Linked DNA regions of Siniperca chuatsi: region 1 is linked to region 2. A link is a contact called in public Hi-C data. All regions are on one chromosome and are shown on one strand. Each heading gives the region's core, a stretch centred on a gene start, on an enhancer-like site or on the middle of the called end of the contact. The rest is flanking DNA. Distances are from core to core; before and after follow the strand shown.

Region 1 (6,889 bases), core at 2,390-4,889, 46 kb after region 2:
CACAGAGACGCAAAACAACCGCAAAGAGACAAAAAAATGACCCACTGAGATGCAAAATGACCACAAAGGTGCGTAAAAAATGACTACAAAGAAACGCTAAATGACTACAAAGACACAAAACAATCACAAAGAGACAGTTTCAAAACCTGCCCCTGCTCTCCTCAGAATGAAAGAGATAGTTCAGAGTGAAATCCTATACATATCCTATACATACCATAAAAATATATCCCAACGCTCTGTGGCCGCCGTCTGTCAGAGAGATTGCAAGGCTTTTAGACAATTTCTGATAACTAGACTGCATGATAAGTGAAGAAATCAGACGAAAAGACATTTACATACACATACACACACTAACCAGGGTCAGAATTAACAAGGGCTTAGGGCAAAAGTGCCCTTGAAGGTTCATAAAAAGCCTGTAAAATGAGGGGCCAAAAAGCACCCCTGATGATTATGAGTTGCCTCTTTTGCATTTTACCCTGTTCATGTCTTTGATGGGTTGTCAAATATTCATGTGGGAGTGCGCCTGGTGTCCCCCATGAGCCACTGAAGGTGTTTTCAGGAGCTTTTGATCAAAAACCAATTGAGTATGCAGTTTGAAGCAGCAAGCGCTGATTGATAGTCCATCTCTCCGATAGTATATTGTGTTCAAATCTTATTGATAAAAATAGTGTGTTGGAAATGAATTTCCAATGTATTATGTCATGTTCAATTAAATTCCACCAATAATAGAGAAAATAGCAACCATGGAGCCTGATGTCACAAGAAATTTGCACCTATTTTATGAAAATAAATTAAATTTTTTGTTTTCTTTGCACATAAAATGTATAATTTTGTGTATCCTTAAAGGCACAGTCTGTAAAACAAATGTAAACCAGCAATGGAATGTAACTAAGTACATTTACTCAAGTACTGTACTTAGTACAATTTTGACATATTTGTACTTTGCTTGAGTATTTCCATATACACCTACTTTTTACTCCACTACATTAATTTGACACTTACAGTCACTTTTCTCATAAAAAAACATGATATGCTGATATGATATGATGCAGTACTGTCATACAAATCTACCTAGTGGTATACAAAGTATCTAAAATTGGCTCCATATTGATGAACTGCAAAATTAAAATACTCATACACATATTAGTATAAAAACAGAATAATATAATTTTCTATAATAACATAATACTTCATAATAATAATAATTCTGCATACTGAGTACTTTTACGTTTGATACTTTAAGTACATTTTGCTGATAATGCTTCTGTGTAACATTTTGAATTCAGGACTTTTACTTTTTATTTTTCTAAGACTATGGTATTTCTACTTTTACTTAAGGATTTAAGTTCTTCCACCACTGATGTAAACAAAAGGTGGCCCCTTCACCAAAATGCAAAATGTGAGCTGCTGTTAATTTCATATTGATTGACTTCGGTTTTGAAATTGGGTTTTTAATACAAGGATTAATACCAGACAACGAATTAAATAAATATAAATTATTATGCTGTTTAACATTTTCTGACATCTCTAATGTTGGTGAACACAATAATAATATAGTCATATATTATGTTCAGTTATGACCAGTGGAGAAACACACAAGAAAGCTGATTTTTGATCTTTAATTCAAACTTTTCTATTCTGTATGTTAATGTATCAAATTTACAGATATATGGACAAAAACATTACTATATGGGCCTTTAACAAAAATAGCTTAACCTAAGAATAAAAACTCAGCAACAGCTCAAAACAATGACGTCTTTTACTTAAAATGTTGTAATTTTACGACATCTGCAGTGTGACGTGTTAATGCCGTCAAGACACTTACTTGGATTTGCTGTCTATATGCTACAATTTATTCTCATTGCTTTGGATAGAAGCTCCACCTGCTACCTTTCTGGCCACAACACCAACAAAGTGAAAAATCAAACCAGAGCGGTCGCAGAGGAAGTGACCCATTTTCTGACATTTTTGTAGAACACCAATATGCAAGTAGTGGGCTTAGGAGGTAGCTGGCACATTTTCACCTTTTGCTAATTTAAACAGGAATGTTACAATGTTACAGTATACAGTATGTGTAACACTGACAGTGTTTGTCAGGTCGTCTTTGTTGTAGTTTTAAACATTAATGCGATTACGTCCCGCCACCACAGAGGGCGACAATGTACGAAAACATACAGACTCCTGTTTAAATCTATGTGGTGACAAATTTCCTACTAAACACAGGGTCCTTACATGTGTTGCAGTTTTTATCATTCAGTATATGCACAAACTGTTATAATAAGTTCAAGTGTAGCAGACACATGCAGATATGTCCACGCCTAAGTTTCCGGCTCTACACAGAACATCCTGCTTTAACACTTAATTTGCCGGGTCATAAATCTGTCCGGACCCCCAGCAGGAAGCGGGTTGAGCCTCTTACAAGAGAGGGCGCCTCTACCATAGCGTCACCCTATGAACCCTCCTACCTCCCATTCCTGCCCTGTGACAGAGACCCACAGCTGCTGCATGGACGTCCCCATCCCTCACTGTCAAAACATGGCACCCACCCAAAGTCCTGTTCACTAGTAGCTGCTTACTATCTGGGAACGCTGCCAAGGCCTCCGCAAAGAGATACTATATGTACAATAGTTGTAGCATTTGACACTAATCCCACCTCAGCTGTATTATGTGTGTGTCTGTGTGCATGCTGGATGTGTGTGTGTATCTGGTGTGTACGCATACTTTCCCTTTCTTTAATTGTCTCCTTATGTGGAGCTCTGGTCTGAAATAAAGGGAATTAAATTCAACCAGACTGAATCGAATTTTCCGATTTGCTCATTAACTTCTCAGGTCTGAATGGCCACTTTTAACAGTCGTCAACAGGTGGATTGAAAGGACCAGAGGCATCTCAGTACAAAGATCACTTATTTATGGTCCCTAATCTGGATGGTTTATCTTTAGGCCCACTCATTTGCAGCCTGCTCTGACAGTTTCTAGATACGGGGGGCACCCAGATGGGTTTATTCAGTGTCTGACAAAAACAAACACCTGCAGGTCTGAAATACTGCAGGTGTTTGACCGGTTTTGAGAGCTCATCTGGAGAACAGTTGTTACCTCAGGTTAAGACCTGGCAGCTCTTGCAAAATATATGTTCTGTTATTGCAAAACGGCAAAGTTTAGATAACTGGGAAAACTGCTGCTTGGGAATTTCAGATGATTGTGTGTGTCATGTTCTGTCCTCTGCTTGCATTAAACCTTCACAGAAAAACATTTTGGCTTCTAATTTTCCTCAGAAATAACACACATGGGCTTATTTGTGTTTACCACTCTGAAACTCACCCCTGCTCTGCCCCATAGTGGCTTTGTGTGCATGAAGCGGGTTGGCAGGGCGCTGGGGCCAGAAAGAGGGGATGACCCACGGCTTCACATGTAACTGCTCCATGTGACGTACCTGCTATTGACAATGAGCATTCAACAGGGCTCCTGCGGGACCCTTGAACTTGAGAGCCAGTCCCTGGGAGCAGCATTGGAGGGCTGAAGAGTTCAGCGCTGTTAATGTTCAACCCTTTTGATCTCTGCTGAGAAGCCGCATTCCCTGAATTCCTCACCAGCATTTCCAGCGGTAGAGAGACTATGAATGGCTCTACAGAAAACAGTTAACACTCTCCCATGCCTTCGCTTCTTTTTTTTTCTTTCTCTCACCTTCGAAAAGCACAGCAGCAATAAAGCAGAGCTTGGGGTTGTTAAACTTCGGAGCTTACAGTCAGGAAACGCTGCAGCTAATTTGCACTTTTTGTCAGTTTTTTATTGTTATCGTATATACATTTCTTTGTTCAGAAATTGCTGTATCATCACCATTTACTGCATAAAGTTCTGAATATAGGCTTTCTGTGACAAAAGTGAGCAAAGGATCAAGTGGACCTCCACGTCGGATATGTCAGGGTAGATATCAGGGAAAACTCTGTTAATCATTACCAAATACGATGAGCTCATGCTGTTGTGATGTGTTTTTAAAATTTCGCTTGTCCTTTCCCTTAATTTGTAGGCTATATTCACCAAATCTGGTCAGAGTGACCCGCTGCTTTGAACCCTGGGTAAATTGAGCAATGGGTCAAGCATGGTTGAGTGATACAGGACTGTTATCTAGAAAGAACAGAAACTCTTATCCTGACCTACGAAACCGTGTTCCCTCCACATTTTGGACATTTACTGCCTGTTGAGTGTTACAGCCTCAGACATCAAAGCAGTAAAATCTTTTTAATGACAATAAAGTGATCATGCCGGCGGGGGAATGTGTTTAGTAATTTGCTTAAAATGTCGGCCATGTGGATGCCAGATTTCATTCTAAGAGATAAAACTCAGCAGACGTCACAGCAGAGACGACCAATTTATCACCCATATGAATAATACGACGCCCAGCGCAGCAATCTCTCTGAGCACCACCACTGTAAAATGCTGATTGATTTTGTGAGATGTTTTCTATTGTTTGAGCTCTGGGTTTAGGAGGTTTAGTGTGAGAGTGATTAACTAATGGATGGACTTAATCCCAGGTAAGAGTCACACGCCTGGGCCCAAAGCACAATGAACGGCCTTCATTTAACCTCAACCAAAATGCTGAGTTGCAAAGTCCCGGCCTCAGTCACCTGGCAGACATCCTTCTTGAGAGCCATCTGTGCTTAAGAGGACTGGACTGGACAGGATAGAAGGCTGCAGCTGGTCTGAGAACAGGACGATTGCACGGCCGTTCATAGACCAAGGTTAGCCAATCAGAATGACTTTGGTGCTCCTTGTTGTCTTTGACAACAACAGAGTGCTGCACTTAGATTTGGCTTTACCTAAGTTTCCACCAGAAAATGCAAATGCAAATACCAAAACACATGTAAAAAGATAATATGTGTGCAAACATGTATTGTCATGTCACCCAAATGCTAAGTATGGCTTTTTTTAAATGTGTTTTTAATTGTTTTGGGAAGCACTAATCAAACTTTTTGACTCCCAACACAGATTAAACCCAGGATATCTGCCGTTATTAAATACCTATCTAAAACCAGGGCCCAGTCTCTTTTCCCCAAATTTAAAATCTGTATACCTCTGATTGGAATCATTTTTGATGTAAGGTAACATGAGGCCAAGGGCTGCTGTGGTACGAAAAACAGTGGCCATCCTTGTAAATGGAACTGCACAAAAACTGAACTTTTAAAATGACATTGACAAAGAAACTGTATTAATGTGGATCCGCCAAATGAGACCTTGTTTCGGTCTTTTCATGGGATTTGAAAATAATGCCAGCTTTATCCTCAAAGCAGTTTCCCCCAATTATTTTTGTCTTGTGATCCCTTAAAATGAAGCGAGGTCTACTTGTGACCCCGTGTCACCGGTTACTTATATCAATAAGTCACAAAGGTGATTCTTTGTTCCCAGACTGTGTTATTTTAATCATTTTTAGAGGGATGACGATGTAAAACTATCCAGTAATTCACAAGAAAAGAAGAAAAAATTTGAGAAAAGTCTAAAAAATGGTTTCCGCGAAAAATATTATTGACGTTTCAACTAAATAATCCTGCAGAGGGCAGTTTGCTGAAACGTCAATCTTTGGAAGTGAGTGAAGTAAATGATTGCATCTGAGTGTGCAGCTTTCCCATTCTGTCTTTGATGTCTGCCTGCGAGCCAGCACCTCACTAGAAAAGGTGTGCGTTTTCCATTAGTTCTTAATTTTTTTCTGTTTTCTTATTCTGTTAATCATTTCATGCGACCCCTTCTGAGGTTAGGAGAGAGGCTGGAACTGAGCTGATTTAGCCTCTTTTCTCTTCTCTCTTTTCTTTTTTCTTTTTTTTTGGTGATTAAAACAGTCAGAGCAGCTAAATTTTGGTTTGGGAACCAGCTCCAGCATTGGCCCCTGGTTGATGGAAGAGCTTCACTGTAGTTTAAGGTAGAAGGTGTGTGCAGTAATCAGCCGGTATCAGAGGTTGTCTCATCTGACTGACTGAACATGACAAAATGGCCATTTCCAGGAGCACCTCCATGTCAAAGAACAAATGGCTTAATGGCTTTATATGGCACCTTTGCTCACACCATATGGCTGTTTGTTTCCTGTGGGCAGTTTGTCAGTTGTTCTGCCACTCAGCCAAAGAAGTAAATGTCTGAGCATCTGAGCATGTGCAAAAGCTCCTGTCATCACCGGCCTGAAGGGGAAATGTTTTGAACCTGTGAAATGATTGCCAGATCGTGATGGGCGGCACCATTGAGACTGACAGGAGAGGGTAAGGAGGGGTTGGAGAGGGGGGGGGTTCACCATGAGCTAAGGCCTCTGTGGCTTTACAGTGACATCAGGGGATTGGTGATATAATCCTCTTACTGTACGCTGTATGCTGTAATGGGTTGGGTAAACTTGCCCTGCAGAGCCACAGCGGAGGCGATAGAGAGAAACATGACGGGTAGCTATGAATTTACACATCACACAGGCTGAGACGCTTTGTTCTCAGCTTTATTTTTATTGAATGGATGGTAGCAGCTGGGAACTTTATGATCCCCTTCACAGGTGCGGCAGTGGAGGCCATGTTGACGATGAAACGATAAAACGCTGGACCTCATCATGTATTTTTAAAGCTGCAACTTGTGATAACACTGTTCCAGGCACTGATTCAGAAAGAAAAGCTGTATTTTTTCTCTAAGTGGCCTTGAGAGGGAGTGTAACAGTGTTTATCTTGCTCTAGTGCAATGATGTTTTATGAGTGCATGTTACAGTTTTATGAACACCTGACTCCCTGAGCTGTGTATCTATGCTGCCTGTGCTACTAACCTTTATGTTCGACACTGTCTTCTATAATTCAGGTGGTGTGTGAGGTTTTTCTCTCTGATGTAAGTCCACATTCTGAAGACACACTGCAGGAAGAGCAGGTTATGGAGTCCA
Region 2 (6,312 bases), core at 2,090-4,589:
CAAAAAGGAAGGACAACAGTTGGTACCCATAGTGTGAAAATGACTCATTCAACAGTTATATGTCTAACTGTTCAATGGAAAAGATGTGTGCTGATCTGTGCAGAGTGGTAGATCGGGTGCCAGATATAAAGATCAATTTAATTTTCTCACTTACTATAGCAGGCAGTGATTTCAGATCCTTATGAATCATTGTTATTTTGCACCACCACTGGAAGATGTAGTGTCATAACTGTTAACGTAACTAACTGTTTACATCTGGCCATGCATTGCTTTGCAGGATGTTTTGCAAAAAGTGGTGCACATGCTGAGGACAATGGATTCTTTGTTCCAATGTGAGACTATATATGCATAATGTTACTGTAAGATATCTGACACTTAAAAATATAATGGTGTAATGTAAATTTAGCACACAGTAGCTAGCAGTGGTTTGATAATCATACATCTTTCCCAGCCTGGTATTAGTTTACATAATTAAGATCACAAGACTTTATAAATCTTTAGCTTTCATCTTCCACTATTTATTTCTAATTTCTTATTTTTAATATGTTTATTCTTTTATTTTGGTTTAAATACTATTTCTTATTTATTCCTTATTTCAAATATTTTATGTCCTATATAAAAGCAATTGCCTTTGAGTATGAAATGTGCTCTAACTGTATAAATAAAGCTGCCTTAGCATTGAATTGTGTACAGTTTTTGGTGTTTGTGGTTGTTTTACTGCTAGGTGGGTTATATCAAGCCGTGGGGGTCAACAGTTTACAGCTAGAAGAACAATTTGATAATTCATTCGGCAGAATTGTTTTTGCCAATTACTGCTCTGAATGATTGCAGTGTTAGAAATTAACACCTTTATAGCCAACTTAGAGCCTTATACTATAGATTTATACAGAATGTAGTATTAAACTGATGTATGACGTTATGTAAATAACACTTTTTTGCTATATTTATTATCATTTGCCAAACTAGATGGAAATATTTTGGAAAAATTAGTGTAGTGCAGAAACCTTTGCACTTTACTGTATAAAGACTGTGTCAATCAAAAGTGGTAGAACCAGTTTTACTGAGAGAGAAAAAAAAACCCACATTCAAACTTTTCCCAAGCACCTTAAAGTCTCCACTTATCAGAGGAAATGATGCCAGCCAGTCTCAAAGCTTCCCTCTGTGTCTCCTGGCGCTCTGAAAACACAGCAACACAAGAAACATCCGGAGCCGATAAACACAATGACCACAACACATGAGTCTGGTAGATATGATCGCTATCCTCCACACAGCATCCCAAAGTGAGGAAAGGAGAGAAGGGAGAGAAAGGATGAAGGAATGAGTATGGAGGACGGGAGAGGGGGTGTCATTTCAGTTTGGGTTTTCTTTTCCACTTCCTCTGGACTTGATAACAAGAGAAATGTTATCTCTCTTCTCTCCTTTTCTACCCTCTTGTCTCCTTCTCTCTGCTCTCCTCCATTTGCCAGCTCAATTATTGATTTATTTTTTTCCTCTGAAGCCTCAAGCAGTGGACGCTTATGTGTCTGTGAGCATTAGTGAACCACGCTTCCCTCAGTGAGCTTATAGACACTCCTTAGTCGCTTAGTCTTAAAGGAGTTATAAGTTTAAAAATGATATTTTTAAAGAGAGATATCGTGCGTCTATTTAAATTTAATATCAGGTTTTCATGCTTACATACATTTTTTTTCTCATTCATTAGACTAAATGAAAAGACTTTAACAGTAATGTAACTAACCAACCTAGGCCTACTTAACTAAATTAACTTTTTTAAGTTAGTAACATTTATGACACTTAATTATACTATGAATTGATTCTGGTCCGGTCTGTCGTGTTCATTGCAATGACAGTTATTTGCCTTTTTCCAGAGGAAATCTGAGTAAAGTTGCAGGTTTACTCATGTGTTTAGTTTAAATGTGAGGCTACACTTTTACACACCATACATGTTATTTTCTTTCAATGCTAAGAAAACATGTTAGTCAATCAAAGTAGTGTAATTGAGATCAAAACCTGTGTATAAGAAAACAAATATAGGCAGCAGAATAAAAGCACAATTCAAAAACACAATTTACACATTACAAATTACATGAAGGGCGTAGTTGGTTTTACAAGTGACAAAGATATAAAAAAAAGCTATAAAGAATTTAGTTCTCATGTTTTGTATAATAAAAATTATCTGTAATTTGCAGTATTATTAATGCATGAACCCACAGTCACCTCTAACTTCCTTGATTGAGACCTGATATTTTATGTCCAACAATTTTATTACAAAAAATGTTTGACTAACTACTATTTCCAACATCAACAGTGAAACTTTGTAAACTCAATAAATAATGTTATATGTTCATCTTTACCACAAAGAGCACTTTAATTTACTACGTTATCTTTAGTTGATGAAAATATGATGAGTACATAATTTAAGGCAATAATGTGCCAAATAGTTTTGATTTAATTGCTCTTGTAAAGTTTATATTTTATTCTATTCTTATTTTTATTTTATATACTTATAATGTATCTCTTTTATTTTAAGTTTCTGTATTTGTCTGATTTCTTTCAGTGATTGGTCATCTTTGATGGACAACAGCACTTTTCCTTTAAAAGCATCAGTGCATAGGTTTCTTCACGTCGATCTCACACGTCAATATGTACACTGAAAGAGTTATTGGTCGCTCTAATTGTTCCTCGTGCCTATGCTGGCTGTAAAGAGATCCCTTTAAAAAGTGATTTTCACCGTCCACAGTCTTCATTCTGTGTTTTCTTGTTTTGAGACAGACTTGGGGGGGGGAAACTGAACTTATCCTTTATCTCGCAATGATTGTTTTAGTTGTACAGGTTGTAAGATGTCTGACAAAACAACAAAATTGAATATAAACTGATCATTTTAAATAAAATAACTTTGTGGTGGTCTTCTTTTTCAGCTTATTAAAATAGCACAGCTTACTTTGTCAAAAGACTGCACGCTTCGCTATATTTGTCAACTTTTTAATGAAGTGCCCCAGTAACCCCAATAAAAAGCTCCACGGCACTATTTTCTTACTGTGCCATTTATAGTGTTGCACACTTTCAGTTTCTTTAATCTACTTTCAGTCAATAATCTCTCACTTCATTGATGGTTTGTGGAGTAAAGTTCAGCTCCATCAGTGTGACCCTGCACCTACCTAGCTGCTGTCCAGTCCTGGAGCACTTTGACCGGCAGAGGGCGCTCCGAGCCCGTTCAACCCGTCCCTCCTCCCCATCACAGCAGAGGAGAGCACTTCCATCTAGCTGCGGTACCCATCTGATTCCTTTAATTACTTCCTTCCTGTTGTTAATTGGTGCCAATCTGTCCAACCTCAAAACCCAGCTACACTACATGGTCAGGAGCGCACACACTGTTTCTTTACTGTGTGCATGTTAACTTAATACATTACCCACAAACTGCAATCATATAGCGTGTCTGCTTGTTTAATTCACCTGTTTCAGCCCAATTCAGAGCTGTCAGTGCCTGCAGACAGATCGAGGTAAGCTCCTGCACCTGTGAGCTTTGCGCTAATGCATTATCGTGGAAATTGCTGCAAACCTGGCAACAAGTGTTGTTTATAGCATTTCTGCAGACAGTCGCTTTAAAAGTGTGATTTTTTTTTTTTTTTAAAGCAAGTGTTTGATTGTACAAAAGCAGGTAAATTTAGTCTAACCTTTAAGGCGGTAAAACTGACTTACTGGTTAATTACGATGATACTAACGAGATTCAACAGAATTCATGAGACAGTTTGAGATGTTTGGTGATATTTTAGGTGGCGTAGTAGTAAAATAACTCGTCCTAATTATCTCCTACTACTACTTGCAATAGTATTTTTTTGCATGTCTCCGGTCAATGGAAGCTCTGCTCTACTATGACCCCTCCCACTTCTTCTTAACCGAAATAGACCCGGCGTAAAGACAAAATGTATCATTTAGTGACAAAATATACGAATAAAAACACGTATTTCAAGTTTAAATCAACCTTAACTGCGTGCAGAGATTATTTCGGGTGATAAAAGCGGAAAATAATTTTGGTGTGTGTGATATATTCAAGGCCGGCGAGTGTTTCGCGGGAAAACGAGCGGAAGGATACAGCGGAGGAGTGCTGCGGCCGTTTTTATTGCAGCCGGCGGAGCGCTCAGCTGTGATTCCAACGCTGCTGACGACAGACTGCGTGTCGCTTTTGCAGCCGTTCAGCTCCCATTGCATGTTTCACACAGCGTCACTGAAACCGACTGCAACACCTCCGTGGAAGGATTTAATGTTTCTTTCGTATTGGAATAACTTTCCTGCTCTTTTTTGCGCCTTTTGGGTCGATTTCGCCCCGTCTTCTTCCGCCGACTGTTTAAAATCTGAAAGGTAAGGGGAGGGAGTGGGTTTCTGGAGCCGCACGTCACCTTCCCACTCCAGTTAAGTCAAAAAAAGGTATTAGTTTATCGTCAGTAGTCGTTTAGTGAAGGTGGGGTTTTCCCTCTTGCACTTAATTTACTATCAGTTTCCCAGTTGTGAGCACCTGCTGCTGCAGCACTGGTGCATGCATGCAAGGCGTGCAAACAGGGTTGATGTTTTGGAGTGACCATGTGATGTTGCTTACACTTATGTTGCAGAGCAGGATCAGTGCCAAGCAGCTACTGTGAACCTGCAGAGCTTTTTTAGAATCAGCATCTAATCAGACACATTTCGTTTGTTTTTCCTTTAACCAGCTTCACAATAATAATAAAAAAGACAGCAGAGACATCATGCCGCTGAATTCAAGTTTGGCGAGTAAAAACTATGACTACGACTACGACTCTCTTCAACCGTATTTCTACTATGACAACGAGGAGGAGGATTTCTACCCTCAGCAGCTTCAGCCTCCGGCGCCGAGCGAAGACATCTGGAAGAAATTTGAACTGCTGCCGACCCCTCCCCTCTCCCCGAGCCGCCGGCCGTCCCTGTCAAGCCTCTTCCCCTCCACGGCGGATCAGCTGGAGATGGTGACCGAGTTCTTGGGCGACGACGTGGTCAACCAGAGCATCATCTGCGACGCCGACTACTCCCAGACCTTCCTCAAGTCCATCATCATCCAGGACTGCATGTGGAGCGGCTTCTCCGCCGCGGCCAAGCTGGAAAAGGTTGTCTCCGAGCGGCTCGCCTCCCTGCACGCTGCGAGGAAGGAGTCGGCGGCCGGTGAGTGCGCGGAGCCCGCCGGTGCAGCTGCGTGGAGGCTGAACAGCAGCTACCTGCAAGATTTGAACACATCTGCGTCGGAGTGCATTGATCCATCTGTGGTTTTCCCGTACCCGATAGCAGAGACGCCCAAGCAGAGCGCAGGGACGCCGCCTAGTAAAGATTTGGGACTGGACACGCCACCCAACAGCAGCAGCAGCAGCAGTAGCAGTTGTAGTGACTCAGGTAAGCTGTGCGCTCATCATGCAGGCACACCCCTCTGTGCAATTAGGAATTTCCCTCTGCTGAGTGTGCAAGGTTTGCATCCACTGTTTTGATTAAAGGAAGGCCAATTCTCTTTTTAATTCATATGATTTGCAGTCAGATTTCCAGGCAGGAGGTAGAGACATGCTGTCTGTTCCACCCATGTCATGTTGTAGACTGCTGTGAGATTAGCTGGAGGGTATGGCTGCAGTGTTAAGCAATCAACTGATGTGGAAGGAGAGACTGTACCCCCTCCCTTCCCACTGTGGCATGCAGTGTGAATGTATTACAACCTTTCTGCTGAAGCAGAGTGTGATTGTTTTGCTTTTTTTGTGTGTGTGTTGCAGAAGATGAGGATGGAGATGATGATGATGAGGACGAGGACCAGGAGGAAGAGGAGATCGACGTGGTCACAGTGGAGAAGAGGCAAGCGGTGAAGCGGTGCGACCCCAGCCCTGCGGAAACCAGGCATCCCAGCCCGCTCGTGCTGAAGAGGTGCCACGTCTCCACCCACCAGCACAATTACGCCGCCCATCCATCCATGAGGCACGAGCAGCCGGCTGTCAAGAGGATGAAGCTGGAGAGCAGCAGCGGAGGCGGCGGCGGCAGCAGCGGTCACAGCAGGGTCCTCAAGCAGATCAGCAGCAACCGCAAGTGTTCGAGCCCGCGAACGTCTGACACTGAGGACTATGACAAGAGAAGGACTCATAACGTATTGGAGCGCCAGAGGAGGAACGAGCTCAAGTTGAGCTTCTTCGCCCTGCGGGACGAGATCCCAGAGGTGGCCAACAACGAGAAGGCAGCCAAAGTGGTGATCCTGAAGAAGGCTACGGAGTGCATCTACAGCATGCAGTCGGACGAACAGAGACTCCTCTCACTCAAAGAACAGCTGCGGAGGAAAAG

What was found. Hi-C and Micro-C count contacts between places; a contact is called where the count stands out from the background.
Region 1: a contact with region 2 is called in a Hi-C map of an unstated tissue, with 4 times the contacts expected there. The contact joins the enhancer-like site here to the promoter of myca in region 2. A contact is called at or near these places in 3 of 3 Hi-C or Micro-C datasets (liver, skeletal muscle and an unstated tissue).

What each region holds. Positions count from the first base shown.
Region 1 is chrLG19:18,688,047-18,694,935 of ASM2008510v1, forward strand. No RefSeq gene overlaps it. Among protein-coding and RNA genes, the nearest start is that of LOC122867022, 27 kb to the right of the region's middle. Within about 2 kb of position 3,640, the one cell type or tissue checked has an H3K27ac peak away from gene starts, as active enhancers do. A contact at or near this core is called in liver, where this site is marked.
Region 2 is chrLG19:18,642,314-18,648,625 of ASM2008510v1, forward strand. myca (transcriptional regulator Myc-A) reads left to right here and starts at 3,340. Exons shown (of 3, transcript XM_044175831.1): 1 at 3,340-3,497; 2 at 4,701-5,391; 3 at 5,757-6,312. The coding sequence starts at 4,737.